Regions from separate parts of the Ovis aries genome. Here region 2 is linked to region 1. The links are chromatin contacts, called in public Hi-C maps. All regions are on one chromosome and are shown on one strand. The core of a region is the stretch at or near the end of the contact, and the rest is flanking DNA. Distances in the headings are between cores, read along the strand shown.

The links. Hi-C and Micro-C count contacts between places; a contact is called where the count stands out from the background.
Region 2: a contact with region 1 is called in a Hi-C map of skin fibroblasts, with 4 times the contacts expected there. The contact joins two enhancer-like sites. A contact is called at or near these places in 2 of 16 Hi-C or Micro-C datasets (hypothalamus and skin fibroblasts).

What each region holds. Positions count from the first base shown.
Region 1 is chr26:24,550,364-24,554,163 of ARS-UI_Ramb_v3.0, reverse strand. No RefSeq gene overlaps it. Among named protein-coding and RNA genes, the nearest start is that of TNKS, 100 kb to the left of the region's middle. Within about 2 kb of position 1,778, at least 4 of the 54 cell types and tissues checked have an H3K27ac peak or open chromatin away from gene starts, as enhancers often do.
Region 2 is chr26:24,717,082-24,720,881 of ARS-UI_Ramb_v3.0, reverse strand. The region is part of intron 3 of TNKS (tankyrase); the gene reads right to left. Among named protein-coding and RNA genes, the nearest start is that of TNKS, 65 kb to the right of the region's middle. Within about 2 kb of position 1,606, at least 2 of the 54 cell types and tissues checked have an H3K27ac peak or open chromatin away from gene starts, as enhancers often do.

The DNA.
Region 1 (3,800 bases), core at 529-3,028:
GTCCTCATGCATACATAATACTTGAAATGCTCAGGATGTTAGCTGACACTTGTACGAAAGGGAAGGAATAGCCTAACGGCTATTTAGGCTATAGCAGCTCTGGTTGGTTTGCTGGGACAGTCCATTCAGGGCGATCATTGCTCTGGACGCAGCCCTTCGGTCTAGTGTGACTGTCTTCCCCAGTCACCCCTTCTCTAGGCAACTCTCTTACTAACAGAGTAACCCACATGAGCCTCCAGTTGATGTAAATATATTAATAAATAATAGGTCCTGAGAGCTTGTCATTTGCCAGACTTTGCTCTGAGGCCATTACATATTAATTCATTGACGCTCTGTGTCAGTGTGGAGTTTGACGGAGTTTCATTGATGGTCCTGTGGAGTTTGGTACTATTGGTATCTTCATATTACAGAGGAAGAAATGGGACAGAAAATTTAAATAACCCAGGCCCAAGGCCACTAGTTAATAAGTGACGGAATCAGAATTCCAAACCCATCAGTCTGTCTCCCGAGTCTGTCCTTTTACCTGCAGTGTCCAACAGAGCTAAGTGGTTTCTCTAAAAAAGTACTCAGCTTTCCCCACAGAACTGTTTACATTTTAGCAGATTAGCCTGGCTCTTACTGAATTTCTAGGAATCTGCTTAAAGACTTCCCTGGTGGCTCAGATGGTAAAGAATCTGCCTGCAATGCAGGAGACCTGGGTTCGATCCATGGGTTGGGAAGATCTCCCGGAGGAGGAAATGGCAACCCACTCCAGTACTCTTGCTGGAGAATCCCTTGGACAGAGGAGCCTGGTGGGCTTCAGTCCATGGGGTCGCAAAGAGTCGGACATGATTAAGTGACTAATCATAGTACACCTTAAATATTGGGATATTCTAACAACAAATATTTGATCCTCAAGTTGTACATCCTTGCATAAGCCCTTTATCTCTCTGGAACTCAGTTTGTTTAAAATGATACAGCTGGATTGCTGAGTCTCTGACTTCCCGTCCAATATTGACTTTTTGAGTGGACCATAACCTCTGCTACTATTTTGTATTTGTAAAGATTCTAACCATTTACATAAATTATTTTATTTTTCCATTAAAGTCATGAAGTCAAGAAGTAATACTTTTATATTTCCAGAACTAGCTATCACAGTGTGGGACTTCATATGTACTGCTTATACATTGATGAACTGATTTTCATAATCATCCTGTAGAATGGGCAGAAAATATTATCTTCATTATACAGATGAAGAAACTGATGCTTAGAGAGCTTTAATAAATAACAGAAAATCACAGAGTTCATTTCTGTACCCCGCTTTGTTTCCATCCATCCCTCTTTGGTGTTGTAAATGTGCCTGTGTTTCTACAACAGCAGATTCTCAAGTAATAAACAACAGTGCAGAGTGCATTTCCTAGGCAGCTGTCTGCCAGAGAAACAAGAAGATCAGTCCTGGCAAAATGTAATTTTTCTAGCTCATTTACGAGAACTAACTGAATACTGAATATTACGGGTACATATCATTTTTGAGAGGCTTCCCAGGTGGCTCAGTGGTAAAGAATCTGCCTGCCAATTCAGGAGACACAGGTTCGATCCTGGGGTTGGGAAGATCCCCTGAAGAAAGGAATGACAACCCACTCCAGTACTCTTGCCTGGGAAATCCCATGGACAGAGGAGCCTGGCGGGCTACAGTCCGTGGGGGTTGGAAAAAGTTGGACATGATTGAGCAACTGTGACTCACACATGACATGTTTGAGGAGTTGGTAGCCAAAGATGAACATTCATTGCTCCTTTTTGACTGCATTTGAAATCCTCAGTGTTGAACAGTGACTCATGCAAGGTCACCAGGAATTGGATGCAATGAAAAGATAGCACCAATGATTCAGACTTCAACATTTTAATATATCCACCTTTTGTTATGGGCTAAAATAGTCCAGATTTCTGCAAACTCCAAATCTAATGGGGATGAAAAGAGCTCATCAAGAATTGGATTCATACTTTGATTAATTAGGGTTTTATATGTGATCATTAATGACTTTCACCACCAAAGATTTTCCAAAGAGATACTCTTTGAGCAAGGAGGAAAGAGAGTGCTAATGATCTTAAGATCATTCTGAAGTTTTATTCCCAGAGGCTCTGTTCTCTGGGAGTTGCTCAGCTCCTCCAAGCTTCAGATTCTCCAGACTTCAAAAGGAATGTTGGCCTCAGATGGGATGATCTGATGGGAAAATAAAGCCCCATGAATACATCAACCCTAATTATCAGCATGAAGAAACTCTTCCTTGGAGATCCTTAGGTATGGGAAACATGTGACAGGAGGAAAGGGCTGAATGAGAAGAGAAAGTTAGAGAGTGACTGTAGCTGGAAAGCATAATGGGCAGCTTGAACTCTTGTGGCCCACGGAAAATAAAAGTCTAGAAACACATCTGGCCATTAGGGGCATATACGCTTGCTTTTTTTCTCAGCCAAATGACTAGGCACCTCTGCAACTGCTGCTTTTTTCAGAAATGCCTTTGCGGGGTGAAAAATAAATATCTAGACATAGCTGTAATGGGATATTACTTATCCCATTCACCAACAGAATTTTGTGCACTCATCTGATTTTGAGCAACCTGAGGGCAGGGGGCCGATATGTTACCTGTTACCATTATTGTTGCTATAGTGATAGAACAGTAAAGGACTTGGAAATATAGGTAATATTTTCCTATTTGCTCCAATACTTTGGCCACCCGACATGAAGAGCCAACTCATTGGAAAACACTGATGCTGGAAGGATTTTAGAGGTGAGATGAAGGTTGGCTCTACAAATGTTATGAAAATTCAAAGTTTGGTGTGTGACGTGTAGATCAAGCTGGGTTAGTGACCCTTTGGGTAGGCATGGGTTGTATGGCATGAAGAAAGGGTCCTGCCACGTGCTCGGTCATGTCCGACTCTTTGCGACCCCATGGACTGTAGCCCTGGAGAAGGAAATGGCAACCCACTCCAGTGTTCTTGCCTGGAGAATCCCAGGGACGGGGGAGCCTGGTGGGCTGCCGTCTATGGGGTCGTACAGAGTCGGACACGACTGAAGCGACTTAGCAGCAGCAGCAGGACTATAGCCCGCCAGGCTCCTCTGTCCTTCACTACTTCCTGTTCCATATATTAGGCACAATTATATGATCAAAATGAAATAACCAGCACACTGGGCTATCTGTCTAGTATTTTGAAAGCATGTTATTGCTTATTCTAATTGAAATGCTAAAGTTAAAGATGCATGCAACCTATTTTCTTTTTGAAGGCAAATTTGTCTTACTGTTTTATGCAAGTGGATAAAATATGCTCATAAAACAATCCGTTCTGAGAAAGGCAAATGTTTCAGGGAAATTTCTGTGGGATAAGTTCTTTGTGGTTTTATTACCTAACCCTCTGTAAAAATGACTGAAAAGACAAAAGGTATTAAAAAGGGGAATGGTTCCAAATATAGAGGGAAGCAGAATAGCTGAACAGGAATTTATTATTAAAGGAGATTTATGCAAATCTCAAGAGTGCCTTAAAAGTTAATCTTAAAAACAATCCCTTTAGTCTGAGAAGATTATGCTTAAGAAAATCTTTTTGAGTAAATCCATGGGGAAAAATATTTTAATTTCCTAATTTAAAGGAAAATAGTATACATTTGTAATAGCAGGTTAGGATTTATTGTTTTAGGTGAAGTCACACCCCAAACTATTTTTCTTTGATATATCCTGCCTGTGCATTTTCTAGGTTATTTGAAAACATTCTTATTTCAGCTAAAATACATTATTAGTTACAATGAATCATCCAAACCTTTTTAAGCAAAA
Region 2 (3,800 bases), core at 357-2,856, 170 kb before region 1:
CTTACTATCTTTTCAGTAGATGGTTATTCAGAGCTTCCTTGTTTAGAAAGCTGCTTAGATTAACCTGTGATATAATATCACTTCATGCATATGACCCTTCCATGATGCTCAAAACATTAATTGGTTTTTCCATGATTAGGTTTTAGTTTTGTATTATCCACAACTTTACTGTAGAATTTGCCTTTGAGAAACATTTACTACCATTTCTAAATGTAGATGAACAAAGACAGAGATTGCAGGTATTAAACACAAAAGCTTCTTGAATGAAGAGTTCAAATTTGTGTACTAATTTTAAATAATAAATTCTTTTTGAAATAATTTTAATATAAATATAACACTTCCTATCAAATATTAAGAAACATTTCTGAAGAAAAAGTGGTTTTGATATTTTGGTACTTTTATTCTTTTAGGGGCTTATTCTGCTCCTGTAAATTAATCAACTACCCTCACATAAAAATTACCACTTAGCCTTATTAAAAAGCTGCAGCCATAAAAATTAATTCTCTTGGAAAACTCAAGGACTAAAACACTCTAGATAGCCAAGTTTTCAACATAACTGCTAATTTAGCATTTTAATTCCTCTGCTCTTGAGGGAATTTCTTTCTGAAATACATTAAACACTTCTATGCATTCAAAAATGGATTATTCCAAACATAATTTAACCTTTCTTGACAAATCAGGGTTGATTATGTTCAACCTCCACCAGACTGCGCAATAATGTAACAAAGCGCTCTGGGTATATTGACATGTGCCCATCCAAAATGGCTCCAGAATGCTATGCATTTTATTATTTCTTCATGTATAATTCATTTTCCTCTTTTTCTTTGTGCTAATGAATCTCTTTATGTATTTCCTTTTAGAGTGTCTAAAATAGCTGTCTAGTAGGAATAGAATTCAAAGCACATATGTAATTTCAAGTTTTCCAGTGGCCACACTGAAAAACAGGTAACCAGAGGATACTAATTTTAATATTTTATTTCATCCAGTATATCTAGAATATTATCACTTCAACATGCGGCACTAGACCCATTTACGTGTCCAGTAGCCACAGTTCGGCGCAGTGTGCGTCTAAAACTACCCTGAGCTGGAAGGTCACGCAACTGAGTGAACACTCGCTGAGGAGGAGCACCTTCTCCGAGTGATCTAAGAAGCTCTCCTGGGCATAAGCAGCTTCTGGCTCAGAGCACGACTTCTGGACATTTCTTTGGTAGGAGGGGAGTGCTGGGTGGGAGAGAGAATAGGGAAAGGGAAATGGAAGAAGGAGAAAAAAGAGAAAAGTAGTAAAAGAGAAAAGTAGTAAAAACAGAGGAAGGAACGAAGCTGGGAGAAGAAGAGAATCCAATAATAAAGTTGAGAAGGCTAGAAACTCAAGAGGTGAGTAATACATAAGAAGTACTGAACATTAATGAGCAGCATAATGCAAAAACGAGGCTTATCTTAGTAGGTAATCTAAGGCTTTTAAAGATGTATGTGATAATTGATAATTAGGCACTGAAGAGTCCTTGTAATATGCTACAGCATTTAGAGAAAGGGACCAGTATGGTTAATGATGACTCACAGGGACAGCACAAGCTTTTTAGAAGGTTACCTCATTCAAATGTACATGCCAAGAAGTGACTGAGAGTGTGTCTAGAAAGTGTATCATACTCCACTAACCACTTTTACTGAATCTTGTAGAGATGAATAACTTTACCAAGTAATATAGACAACTTCCAGTGACTGTGAAAGTCCTGGGCAAAAGACCAAAGGACTTGGTAAATTCATTATTTCTTCCTGCTGACTAACTTAAGAGAAATGGAAATTTGAAAAAAAAAAAACAACAAAAACCAAAAAAAGCTGGTTATCTAGATAACATGGAGGAACAATATCTGGTCTTGAAGAACCTGAACTTAGGATACAGAATAATGGCAACTGATGGCGAACATTACAAAAAGAATATAAAGAACGAGGAGGATAAATGTAGTGTCCTGATGTTAGAGTAAAAAAACAAACACACGCAACTGTTCAAATATGTAAGTCAAGAAAGACTAAAAACTGGCGTAAGAGTAGCCTGGATTCACTACTCTGGAGCTGATTTGACAGGAAACTCAATGAATCAACTTGACGAATTTACAGAAAAGCACATGGAAACTCATGTTGTATCAGCAGAATTAAAAAAGAAAAAGGAAGGAAGGCAGCTATTGGGCTTACACGACCAAAAGACAAGGTGGTAGAGGTGATGGTTGCAGCTATACAAAGGGTCCTATCTACTCTTGTCATTTCAGAGGAGGTGCTCAAAAAGAAAAGTGCTTAGCCATATACAATTTGGCTCCAAACAAGAAGTTATTGTATTTGGCTTAAAATATAGGAGAATATTCCTAACTATTTAAGGTATTCAACAATGGACTAATTATGGCAGTAAGTTCATAGGGAAATAGTGAATTAATGGCATAGGGAATTAAGGGCATGCTGGAATAAAAAAACAAAAAGACTGAACCAACTTATTACTGCTGCCTTTAAATTTTTTTCTTCCTCTAACTTTATGACTTTCATCACAAAGACAGGGTGGTTTGTGCATATATCCAGGGGGTACATGACCTGGGTCTGGCTTGGGAATCACCAGTAAGTCATATCAAAGGAACATTAACTTTTGTGCCAGATATTTTGAATAAACCCTGGGTCGACTACTGACTAGCCATGGGAGTTTGACCAAATCATTTAACCTTCCTCTCAGCTTCATGTTTCTCATTGTAAAATGACAAAGATAAAGCTTATCTTGTGGGTTCCTCTGAGGGTCAGGGATAATATAAATTACAACACCCAACGACACTTCCCAATCTTCGACACATGATAATGGTGATGACGATGATGGTGACAAAGCTTTTCAAATTTTAAAGCAATTGCTTTACTGACAATTGTTTATTATTTCTCCCTGTAAATCATCAGGGAGATAGGACCTCTTTTTAATTAACATCAGTGAAAGAATTCTTATTCAAAACAACTGACATTTAAGAGATCTGAGAGAATAGATTTCTCCATACTCCACTAACTTTCTCTATAATACAATAGCTTTTGTATAGTGGAAAAAGTGGAGGCATTTTATCTTTCTGTCCTAAACATTTTCTGGGTCCACAGAAAGTTGCAATCACAATATGAGCAGAAAGCTATAAAAACTGATGTACAACATTAATCAACTGGTGGAAAAAATAGGTTTAAAAAAATTAAATAATCCCAAGAAAAAGTGAAAGCTATTCAGGGGAAGATAGTTAGAAAACCATGCAGATGACCTCTCCCTTCTCCTCCATACTGTGAAGAGGTAGAACTTCACTGAGATTGAGAGAACCTTACAGAGAGTAAATCTCACTTCCTTATGAGACAGAAAACTTCATTCCAAAAGATATACGTGGTCTGTGTGTTTAGTAAATTCCTGTTTTAGATATTTGATATTTCTTAATAAACTATTGTTTTCTAGTAGCCAGCTTCACCTATATCCATGAGTCAATAATGCTAAGCCATAATGCAAACTATGAATTTTACTATATATGATGTGTTTTGTTTTTTGTTAATTTTAAACTTTAGATTTACCTTATATTACAATGATTTCATGAAATGCTTATCAGTCTTGGCATATTTTTATCTACCACAGGAATGTTCCAACCCTGCAATGTAGCAATCCTTATGACATGTGACTGAAGGTTAGCATGCAGGTAGCCAGTATTTTAAAGCATGGAGTTAGAGATAAATTAAAAATAAAATTAATCTAAAATTCAGTTCAGTTGCTCAGTCGTGTATGACTCTGCGAACCCATGGACTGCAGCACA